Regions from separate parts of the Rattus norvegicus genome. Here region 2 is linked to region 1. A link is a contact called in public Hi-C data. All regions are on one chromosome and are shown on one strand. The core of a region is the stretch at or near the end of the contact, and the rest is flanking DNA. Distances in the headings are between cores, read along the strand shown. Region 1 overlaps Nsd3 (nuclear receptor binding SET domain protein 3). Region 2 holds the start of Nsd3 (nuclear receptor binding SET domain protein 3).

Evidence for each region. A called contact is a pair of places that touch in the nucleus more often than the background predicts.
Region 2: a contact with region 1 is called in a Hi-C map of the A7r5 cell line, with 1.9 times the contacts expected there. The contact joins the promoter of Nsd3 here to the enhancer-like site in region 1. A contact is called at or near these places in 5 of 12 Hi-C or Micro-C datasets (the A7r5 cell line, hepatocytes, kidney and 1 more).

What each region holds. Positions count from the first base shown.
Region 1 is chr16:73,117,856-73,123,687 of GRCr8, forward strand. The region is part of intron 4 of Nsd3 (nuclear receptor binding SET domain protein 3); the gene reads right to left. Among named protein-coding and RNA genes, the nearest start is that of Nsd3, 47 kb to the right of the region's middle. Within about 2 kb of position 2,671, at least 11 of the 93 cell types and tissues checked have an H3K27ac peak or open chromatin away from gene starts, as enhancers often do. A contact at or near this core is called in the A7r5 cell line, where this site is marked.
Region 2 is chr16:73,166,685-73,171,948 of GRCr8, forward strand. It overlaps Nsd3 (nuclear receptor binding SET domain protein 3), which reads right to left and starts at 1,446. Exons shown (of 23, transcript NM_001106090.1): 1 at 1,043-1,446. The coding sequence starts at 1,052. It overlaps Letm2 (leucine zipper and EF-hand containing transmembrane protein 2), which reads left to right and starts at 5,133. Exons shown (of 10, transcript NM_001012158.1): 1 at 5,133-5,185.

The DNA of each region.
Region 1 (5,832 bases), core at 1,421-3,920:
ACAACCAACCCCACTCCAAGGATAGGATACTTTCCTGCACCCCAGGAACCAGGCACGCAAATGGGTGCACATACACACCTGCAGGCAAAACACCCACCCTCACAAGCAGTCTTTAAATAAAACTATGTTCACAATATTGTTGGTGTTAAAAGTAAACATGGGAAGGCTGTAGGTGGCACCTGTTTGATCGACACTCAGGAAGCAGAGGCAGGCAGATCTCTGCGAGTTCCAGGCCAGTCAACACTACATAATGAGACCCTGTCACAAAGAAGAGAAGAAGGGGAGGGACGGGAAGGAGGGAGGGGGGGCGAGAGGGAAGGGAGGAGGGGGAGAGGGAAGAGAGGAAGGGGAGAGGGAAGGGAGGAGGGGAGAAAAGCAAGCACGAGGCATGGGGCTGAGAAAAGAGAAGATGGCTCAGCAGATAAGCACACTGGCTGCACAGGCATGAGGACATGAGTCATTTCCTCAGCACCAGGGTGAGAATCCAGGCATGACCTCACGTGCCTGTAAGCCAGTGCTGTGAAATGGGGACAGGACGAAGGCTAGGTTTTCTGGCCATCAGATAAACTGCAGACTCAATAAGAAATCCTGATTCAGGGGTTGGGGATTTAGCTCAGTGGTAGAGCGTTTGCCTAGCAAGCGCAAGAAGCGCAAGGCCCTGAGTTCAGTCCCCAGCTCCAAAAAAAAAAAAAAAAAGAAAAGAAAAGAAAGAAATCCTGATTCAAAGGGAATCAGGTTGACAGTGATAGACAATAGGACACTCAACGTCCTCTTCCAGCTCGGTGTGTGTGTGCACAGGTAGCACACCTACGGACAGACAGACAGAGTAAAAGTACATGTTATATCAAAGGCCCAGGCCAGCCTGGTTAACACAGTGAGATACTTCACAAACTAAAACAATGCCTTCCCCAGGAAAAAGATAACCTTCATTTACAAGTCTATTAATTACAAATATGCACAGAGAAAAGGAATTATAAAATGTTATTTTATAACTATGGTATGTAGGTGGTTTGTCTGCAAGTATGTATGTCTATGCTCCAGTGCCTGGTGCTCGAGGAGGCCTGAAGAGAACAGCAGATTCCCTGAAACTGGAGTGAGAGTGTGTGTAGGTGCTGGGAATCGAACCCCGGTTCTCTAGTAACCGCTGAGCCATCTCTCCAAGCCCACCTCAAACTTTAATAGTATAGATAGATACTTTCATAGATAGAAGTTGAGACTATGGACATCTTTTAGGTTCTGTCAGTTACACTCAGAGTTTTGCCCTTCCCCAATTAATACATAATATTTTTAAAATAGAAGAGGCATTTAATTTCAACTTAAAATGAGAACTAGGGGTTGGGGATTTAGCTCAGTGGTAGAGCGCTTGCCTAGCAAGCGCAAGGCCCTGGGTTCGGTCCCCAGCTCCAAAAAATAAAATAAAATAAAATAAAAAAATAAAATGAGAACTAAACAATAAAATACAACTTAAAATAGAAATATGGTAGAAATATCTTTCAATACACGCCCACAAAGAGTTACTATTATTAATAGTATAAAAATTGTTGGACAAAATATAAATATATTGTCCAATGCTACCAGTCTGACTGATAACAATATAGAAAACAATGACTACTATGTATGCTCAAGATAAACTGTACAAAACGGCTTGGACACAAAGCAGCAGAGTGCTTCACAGGCATCATGTGCAGAATAAAATCTGAGTCTTGCTTTCAAAAGAACAGAGGAAGCTACTTTATAACTATACCAGATGCTCTAACAGGATACTATCTGGCAATAAAGAGTGATAATGTACTGATACATGCTAGAACATGGACAGACCTCTAAATCATACTGAGTGAAAGAAGCCAGGAGAATGGCAAAGATCCTAAGGAGAAGGCACTGACTGACAGCTAGCCTCAGGGTGTATGGGAATCCCAAGTGATGTCTACTGGGTGTCAGATGTCTTTGGGGGGTGGGGGGAGTTGACAGAATTCCTAGGTTGTGGTGACAGTAGCATAACTTTGAATGGATTTTTAAAAAGTCACTAAGTTGGGCTGGAGAGAGGCTTCAAAGGTTAAGAGCACTGACTGCTCTTCCAGAGGTCCTGAGGTCAATTCCCAGCAACCACATGGTGGCTCACAACCATCTGTAATGGGATCTGATGCCCTCTTCTGATGTCTAAAGACAGTGACAGTGTACTGATATAAATAAAATAAATAAATCTTAAAAACAAAAACAAAAACAGAATCACGAAGTTCTGGCATTTAAATAAAAGGGTAAATCTGAGTCAGGTTTAGAATGCACACCTTTAATTCCAGCTCAGGGGAGAAAGAGGCAGGCAGTTCTAGTTCTAGGACAGCCTGGTCTATAACAAGGAGTTCCAGGTCAGAAAGAATTCCATAGTGAGATCCTGCCTCAAATAAATAACAAACAAATAAATTATTAAATATTACTAGATGAATGAATACTTCAAAAAAGTTATTAGATTTTAAAAGGTTTATAACAAAATAATATTTATGCTTTTAGTCAAAACATGAATGATTTTTAAACTCTAGATTCTCAAATTACTAAGAGTAATATAAACAAGTTTTCTAGCACTAAAGTAAAAACACTGGCCTAGCTGAAGTCATCTGACTAGTGGATGAAATAATGACTCAAATGTGAGAGCTCCTAGGGCTGCAGGGTGACTCAGTAGTGAAGACTGCAGATGCCTTTACAAAGGACAAGTCCAGTTCCCAACGCTCCTCAGCAAGGTCGAGACTTGCCTGTAACTTCAGCTCCAGGGCATACAAGCCTCCAAGGGCACCCGCAGGCATGTGCGTACTCCCTCTCCCCACGCACACATATAACAATTTAAAATTAAGAAATAAAGTTTAAAGAGAAAAACGTAAAAAGTCCTTAATCTCAAACACTGCTCTCTTGTGAGAAGAGAACGGGAGAGCCATGACTCTTGTGTGGCATCATCTGAAAGCTCTTGAGCCCTAGATATGCACAGGAATTGTTTTATTTCAGGAGTTGACTTAGTCTTCTTTGACAAGGCCTGCCCGATGCCCAGGAACAGACTGGTGGAAGTTCCAAGGAACTGCACAAGCTGACCTAACACCATTCTCTGTTCGTGCTTCTCTAGTTATGGCCACAGGGTTCCGCTGGTAAAAGCCGTAGAGCAAGGGTTGGAACATGGCTCTCAGAGCAGAGCACTCTTCTCAGACACAGGGTCTCCTCACGGAGAAAATACTCAATAGGCAGGCTTCGGGGACAGCACATTGGCTTGCCTTACGTGCAGAGAGGCCTGGATCCATTCCCACATCCATAAAGCAGGTGTGTATGACTGTAATTCCAGCAGAGGGTGGAGGCAGGAGAATCACAAGTTTTACATCATCCTCCGCTACACAGCAACTTTGGGGGCAGCCTGGGCTACATGAGACTGCTTTTAAAAAAAAAAACTCAAGAAAATACATAATACAACCATCTAATATAGTACCTTGCAAAAAAATAAACAAATGACAGCATGAGATTCTTCATTCCTACCCCACATCGACTCTCCCAGCCTTTGACAGCACATGGTGCCAAGAAGAAAGACAGCAAACAACACTAACTGCTATCCTTCGGCAGACTCTTGGCTATACCAGTGTCGTCAATAGGGTGAAACTCCCAATTCTGACTTCTAGATACTTTTTCCTTCTCATTGATCATGAACAGATATCAAGAAGGAAGTTTAATATCAAAAAGAAAAAGATGTATTCACAAAGCAAGTACCCAGCAATAAATTATAAGCCAAAATGACTTTGACCTTAGTAAACCACTTCCAGGTGGGAGAATCTCAGGAATCTGCTAAACATCACGCTTGGACAAAGTACACCAGAAGAGGACCTCTCTGCTCTTGTAACACTGCTAAGGTGAGATTATCTATCATAACTCATCCAAGGTGTGCTTCTCTGGCCTACCAAATACATAAAGATTCTAAGTGTATTTACAGAGCCGTGAATGAATCGGAAGAGAATAGAAGTACTGTGTGGAACTTAATACGATCACTGTGTGAAACTTTATATGATGAAAAGTACTTGTTTGGGTGAAAATGATTCTATAGGAATCCATAGTGAACTTATGTTCCCCGAGTTAGGCATGGTGAAATACATCTGTAATCCCTGAGCTCAGAATCATGAAGCAGAAGGGTAATGGTAATGATCTTGGGAACAGCCTGAACTATAGAATGAGACCCTGTATCAAAACAAATAAAACAAACAAAGCACAGCTCAAAAAAGGCTTCATCTATATATCAAACTCATATAAAATGTCTAGTCACTTACTAATATACTTTCGTTTTTAAATGAAGTAGGAAAGCCAGTAAGATTAGTATCTTTAAGATAAGGAAGCATGAGAGAAATTATAAACAAATCTAGGAGACAGGTATGGTGGCTCATACTTGTAATCCTAGCTCCTTAGAAGACTGAGGTAAGAACATTGCAAGTTCAAGGCCAACTCGAGCTCATGCTTGCGTCACAGCTAGGATGTCAGAGCAGCAGCAGAACTGCTCCCATTACAACCACAAGCACGGGCGGAGAGCGGTGAGTTAGCTGTGTCCAGTCCAGTCTCTGTTGTTGTTTTAGTTTTGTTTGTTCCGTTTATTTATTTATTTGTTTATTTACTTAATTTATTTTTTGAGACAGGGTCTTGCTATGAGACAGCTCTGGCAGGCCTAAAAATTACTACAGATACCTGCTTACATCTGCTTCCATAGTGCTGGGCTTAAAAGCATGAACTCAGCAAACCCTTAGACTTTTTTTTTTTTTTAAAGAAAGAAACAAACAAAAAACCAAAAACCATTCATTCACTGGGTAATGGGCAGCACAGAGGACAGAGGCCATCTTTTCCAGAGAGTGGGTTCTGTCTGTCCACCATACGGGTTCCAGAGTTCTAACTGAGGGGTTGCTAGTACCCACTGAACCACATCACTGGCTGGCCTTCTCCATTCTTTCACACGGCGTGGATACAACATCCAGAGACCCACACTACACACATCTTTTCCCACATCTACTAATACAATTAAGAGAACCCCTCTGGTACTCTCAGAGGTTCATCTCCCAGGTGACCAAAAACTTCCCCTTTAATAGATCAGTTGAAAGGTCTGTGTGAAGGGTCTGGGGAGGCCTCCGTAGTTAGAGGTCATACTGCTCTCACAGAGGACCCAAGTGTGCTTCTCTTCACCCACATCATGCGGCTCTCAACTGCCTGGAACTCCGGCTTCAAGGGGTCAATATTCCTACCCTTCTGGCCTCTGTGCGTGCAGAGTGCACATATCCCAGCACACAATTTAAAATGAAAAGAAAAATCTTTGAAAAACAAACACAACAGGGAGTTCCTAAAACTTAATAGCAGAGCGCTCACCTGCTGTGTACAAAGCCCGAGTTTCACTCCCTAGCTTTGGGGGCAGCAGTTACTGAGGGTTGGAGAGACAGTGGCTAAGCACACCTGTTACTACTCCTCAAGAGGACACAAGTGTGATCCCAGCACCCATGTGAAGCAGCTCAAAGTCACCTGTAATTCAACTACAGAGAATCCTCCTCTGGCCTCTGTGGCACCAGCACATACAAATGTCAATACACACGCACACACACACACGCATGCGCGCGCGCGCGCGCTAATGTTTTTTAAGAAGTTACTCTAAGGGCTGGGCGTGATGACACGTGCAGCGCTCAGCACTCAGAAGGTGAGGTGGGCATCTCTGTGTTCCAGGTCAGCCTGAACTGTGAAGCCAGCTCCAGACTAGCTAGGAGTACACAGTCAGATAACAAAGACACTTGTTATAGAAGTTCTCTGCCAGTTTAAAATGACCATGATTCTTTCATTTGTCAT
Region 2 (5,264 bases), core at 196-2,695, 48 kb after region 1:
TTTCCTACCCCTCCCCCGTTTCCATCCTTATCCCCGCCCCCATCCCACCTCTACTCCCAATTCCCAGCTCAGCACCACTACATCATATCCCAAGCCTACCTGCCCCACCTCCCAATTCCTTCCACACCCACCTTACCATCTGCTCTTCCTTCCCCGAACCCTTTCAGGCCATCCGCAGCCCCTTCTCTTCCAGGGTCTCACTCCTTACGGTTCCTGGGTCTTAGGTCGCTCCCACCCCAAGGATCCTCCTAAGCCCTGACGCGCAACACACACATACACAAGCACTTTACCTTCAGTTTGTTCCATTCTAACCCCCCTGCCGTGTCAGTACGATCACAGGAGAGACACGGAGGCCCGAAGTGGGGCTGGGTTGCCGGCAGCTGCCGGGACCGCGGGCGCAGGAGACGGAACCGAGCTAGGCCGCATGAAATCCTCGGACTAGATTTCCCCCGCGCCGAGCACCCCTGCCATGGCGGCCGGCACTGAGGAGGGCCACGGCCCGGCCGGCCGGGCTCGTTTGCGGGCAGACGGAAGGCTGCGGGCGACGCGGAGCGAAGGGGAGGCGGCCGGACGGGGGTCGCCGCGTAGCTGCTGGTGCCTGAGAGGAGCCGGAGGTTGGCGGCCCCAAACGGCAGCGGGGTCCCGGGGCTCCGATAGAAAGCTGCACACCTTTCCCAGACGCCCGGCACCCAGCCCCAGCCTCGGCCTCCGTCCGGATCTCCGCGCCGCCAGCTCCCGCTGCCGTCGCCGCCGCCGCCGCCTCCGCGCACAAAGCCCCCCCGCCCCGTTCGGCGCCGCCGCCGCCAAATCCTAAGTCCCCCATTGGCCAGAGGCCGCGGCGCCTGCCGGGAAATGCAGTCCGGGACCCGGCACTGAGAGCGAAGAAGGAAGAGGTTCGTCAGCCGCGGAGAGGAGGGGCGCGCGAGAGTCTGGAGCAGACGCGAGACCGCAGGCGATGAGGCAGAGGGAAAGGAAGGGCTGGTGCGGAGGGGCAGCCAGGTCGGGCCTGCAAGGCTAATACTTACTAAACGGCAGCACGTACTAGACGCCATATGGTATTCGAGTGGCCCTGCTCTACAATTCCTAGATGTTAGGAAGAACCTAATGACCGGTACGCAATGACGCAGACCGGGGAGAGCCGAGGCTTGGGAGTCGATGACAGCCTGACAGCTGTCAGCAGAGCGCCCTGGCCTCCGCGTCCCAGACACCGGGTAGTACGTTAGGACGAGAGCCTGAGCCGGGGCAGTGAGAGACGGGTGGCTGCCAGTTTACAAGTACTGGGGGGTACTGGGCAGAGTTCGCGTCCGGCTCAGAAGGCACCCCGTCCTCCCGGGCAGGCACTGGACCCGGTTGCCCTCTTCCTGCCCGCACTGGGGTACAGAGGCTTGTGGGTAACCAGGAGGACGTCAGCGCGACTGCATCCCGGGCCGCGGGCCACAGCGAGGACTGCGGGCGGGTCACGTGCCCCGGCCCTGCGCTGCTCCGGGCCAGACCTCGGAACCGAGTGACGTGGGGGTATTTGTCCCAGAGCGATCACCGGAGAGTGAGAGGAAGGAGGCAGAACTCTGCAAACCCCTAGCCCTCCCCATTCTAGGAAATACGAGTAATACAATGTCAGGGCCGGGTAAACAGTCGTTTAGGGGGTGTACAGATGTAGTTTCTTGGGGCCTGGTGGTAATTACTTAGAACGTCCAACGCGGAGACGTGAACTTAGAAAGGAAACATACGTAGGGAGCAAATGAGGAAACTGATACACACTCTTGGTTTCTGTTCTGAGAATTACGGAACCCTGTCACTACAAAGTGCCATCCTCCTCTCCATAGAGACTACAGTGCTTGAGCTAACCATTACGAGAAACTCCTGGTTTCAAATACCACCTCAGGAGTGTTTTTAAGATTTCATAATTTTATGTTTATGCGTGTTTTGCTCACATATTTATCTGTGCGCCTTGTGCGTGCCACGTCCCCGAGGAGGTCAGAAAAGGTGTCAGATCTACTGGAACTGGTGTTATGGATGGTTGTGAGCAGCCTCTTGAGTGCTAGGAATCAAACCCTTGCCCTCTTCAAGAACAAGTGTTCTTAACCATTGGTCCATCTCTCCAGCCCACTACCTCAGAATTTTAGTAAAATCTCTGCAGTTCACTGATTTTAATAGACATTAATGTAAGGGTGATGGTGGAAAAAAATTCCATTGATGATATTATATTTTTTGGTTTGGTTTTCCTTTTGGTTTTTGGACACAAGAGTTTCTCTCTGTAACAGTCCTGGATGTCCTGGAACTCCCTTTGTAGACCAGACTGGCCTCGAACTCAGAGATTCACCTGTCTCTGCCTCCCTAGTGCTTGTCTTTTCTTTTTTTTCTTTTTTTTTTTTTTTTTTGACAGGGTCCCTGGCTGTTATGGAACTTTCTATGAAGATCAGGTTGGCCTCAACCTAACATAGTTTCTGCCTCTGCCTGCCAAATGTTATAATTAAAGTGTGTACCACCGTGCAGGGGGCCAATAGTATTTTGTGTTATTTTATGTGTGTGTGTAAATATCAGAGGAGTACTTGTGGGAACTCGTTCCAGACTTTCACCATGTTACAGGGCTTGAACTCCAGTCGTCGGTGCTGCTGCAAACACCTTTTCAGATGAGCTACCTCCTTTGTCCACTCATGTTCATCTGTAAAGTCTTGTTAAACCTAGGCTGGTCTTGAACTCATGACAATTGATTGTCCAGCCTCAGCCTCCAGGATATCTGCATTATAGGCATAAATTACCACTCCCACCTAATCTGTAACCATTGTCTATTTAAGCTCACTCATTTATTTTGAAATGGGGTTTGCTTCTGTTGCCCACAATACAACCGGATCCAGCAATCCTCCTTCCCCACTTTACCCACTCAATGAGATTACAGGCTGGGACTACTAAACCAGGCTTTTCACTATTTGAAGCCTATCCTTTCTGTAGTACTACAACTTAAAGGAGCCAAAACTGCTTTTATGAGGCAAATTTATAAATAAGAAAGGTGACCAAAGGAGTGATGTGAACCAAGTGTGATCCTGCCCCAACCTTCCTGCTTTCCACCTCCCATTTGGATTTCCCATTTAAGGAGCTCAAAAATGTTCTCAGAGGCTTTATTTGGGGACATAGGCACACTTCCTACTTTATGTTTCATCATCTAACATTCTGAGGTTCAAAGCACGCTTACTCTTTCCAATAGCAAGTGAATAGGCTGCTCCAAGTTATGGTGGTAAATATATATTCAATTCATCCTAAACACCAAATTGTCAAGACTGATAAAGCACCCATGCCTAGAGAAAGTATTCCTTGTTTTAAACAAATGGCTCATAAGAATAGCCCCACCCCCTTTTTAAAGAATTGGATTGTTAACTTGTGACCATATTAGAAAATCTACTTTATGTTTCAAACACTGGGTATGGGACAGTTCATCTGGTTTATAATATTTAATAAATTTTACTGGGCCTGTTTGTAAGTGAATGTAATTCATGGGTAAGAATTATTCCAGTATAATATCTCATTGTAAAATGAGAAGAATGTTTTTGCATACAATCAATATTAAAATAATTACTGTAGAGCTTAGAATTTTCAGGCAGAGAAAACAAGAGGAAAGTTTTAGCCTGGGACAGTGGTACACTTGTTTAATCAGGAGCCAGGAGGATCTTGGTGAATTGGAGGCTAGCCTAGTTTACACAGTGAGTTCCAGGCCAGCCAGGGCTACATAGTGAGACCCTGTCTCAAGGCGGGGAAGGAGGAGTTAAGTTTTGTAAATTTTAATTCTTAAAGATCAGACTGTGAAACGGAACTCCTAGTTGAAAATTGCCTGACATGCACAAAGGGACCCCTAGTGGCCAAACTGAAAAGTTTTGCTTATTTTAAGTAGTCCATAAGTAGTCCATTTGATTTCTTTTTTTGTTTTCCCTTTCGGTTCTTTTGAAACAGGATCCCACTGTGTAGCACTGGCTGTCTTGGACCTCACTTTTGTAGGCCAACATGACCTTGAGCTCACAGAGATCTGCCTGTCCATTAAGTACTGGGATAAAAGGCATACGCTGCCATGTCCAGCCCTCAAAACTTATTCTATTTTGTACAGCTCATAATTTTATCATCAGAGTTATCAAAGAGAAAGGTTGAAGAAAGCTCGAGCGAGGCATATATATATATACACACACACATATATATATATATATATATATATATATATATAGAGAGAGAGAGAGAGAGAGAGAGAGAGAGAGGGGGGGGGGGGGCAGACAGACAGAGCGAGAGAGAGGGCCAAAGTTGGTTGTAGTGGTGCACACTTGTAATCCAAGCACTGGGGAGGCAGGCAGGAGTTTCAAGGATTCAAAACCACTTTCTGCTATCTATTGAGTTTCATCAGTCCGTATTTACATAAGTCTCAAAAAATAAACAAATTGAAAAAAGTTAAAACCAGATAAACAAATAAATAGGAACAAGAATGTTTTTCAGAACTTTAACTTTGCAAAGCTGGCTTAGTTTCCTTCCCTGGGATCTGGTCTCCTTAAACTCGCAATGTCTATCTTATTTAACATGTACATTAGAATATATTTTTGAATGTTGAGATTTCTACACAACTAATGATAAGCGACAACGTGAAACAAATTTTTTAAAGAGAAAATCAAATTCTGTATGAAGATTTCAGAAGCATTCCACCCTTAGACCCCGCAAAAGAAAGGTGTTTTCTTTCTCAATGCTGCCCCTTCTGTCACCAGGACCCCACAACCTCCTCCGTCAACCCGAGACCTCTAGGTAGTTTGAAGGGTGAGGAACGGAAACATCAAAGCGATGTCATTAGTGACTCCAAGATGGGTTACAAAGGCGACTATCAGACCTTACTCTGGTAGAGCCTTCATTCAAGTAGTTCTCGGGGAGTTAGCCAGACTACAGAATGTGGGCAGGCAGGGGGAAAAAGCAGCTTTGGTCCGATAATACAGACGCTGCTAAACTAACTTCAACCCAGAAGTGACTTCGCGGGCTCGTGCAGGGAACCTGCCGCCTTCCGCGCCGCTACCGTGAAGGACACGAGCCCTTCCCAGGATTTGAGAGCTCATTGGATGGTAGTGGCGTCACTCGGAGTGACGTCACAGGGCGAGGCGCAGGAGGTGGAACCATGGAGACTGGGCTTCCGGCCTCTCTAACGTGGGGGCGGGGAGGCATTGGGAAGGTAGGGTTTGGGGCCTTAGTCATCTCGTAGTGATCACGGGCTCCCTCGGCGTCTCCTGTCAGCCCCAGACCTCACCCCT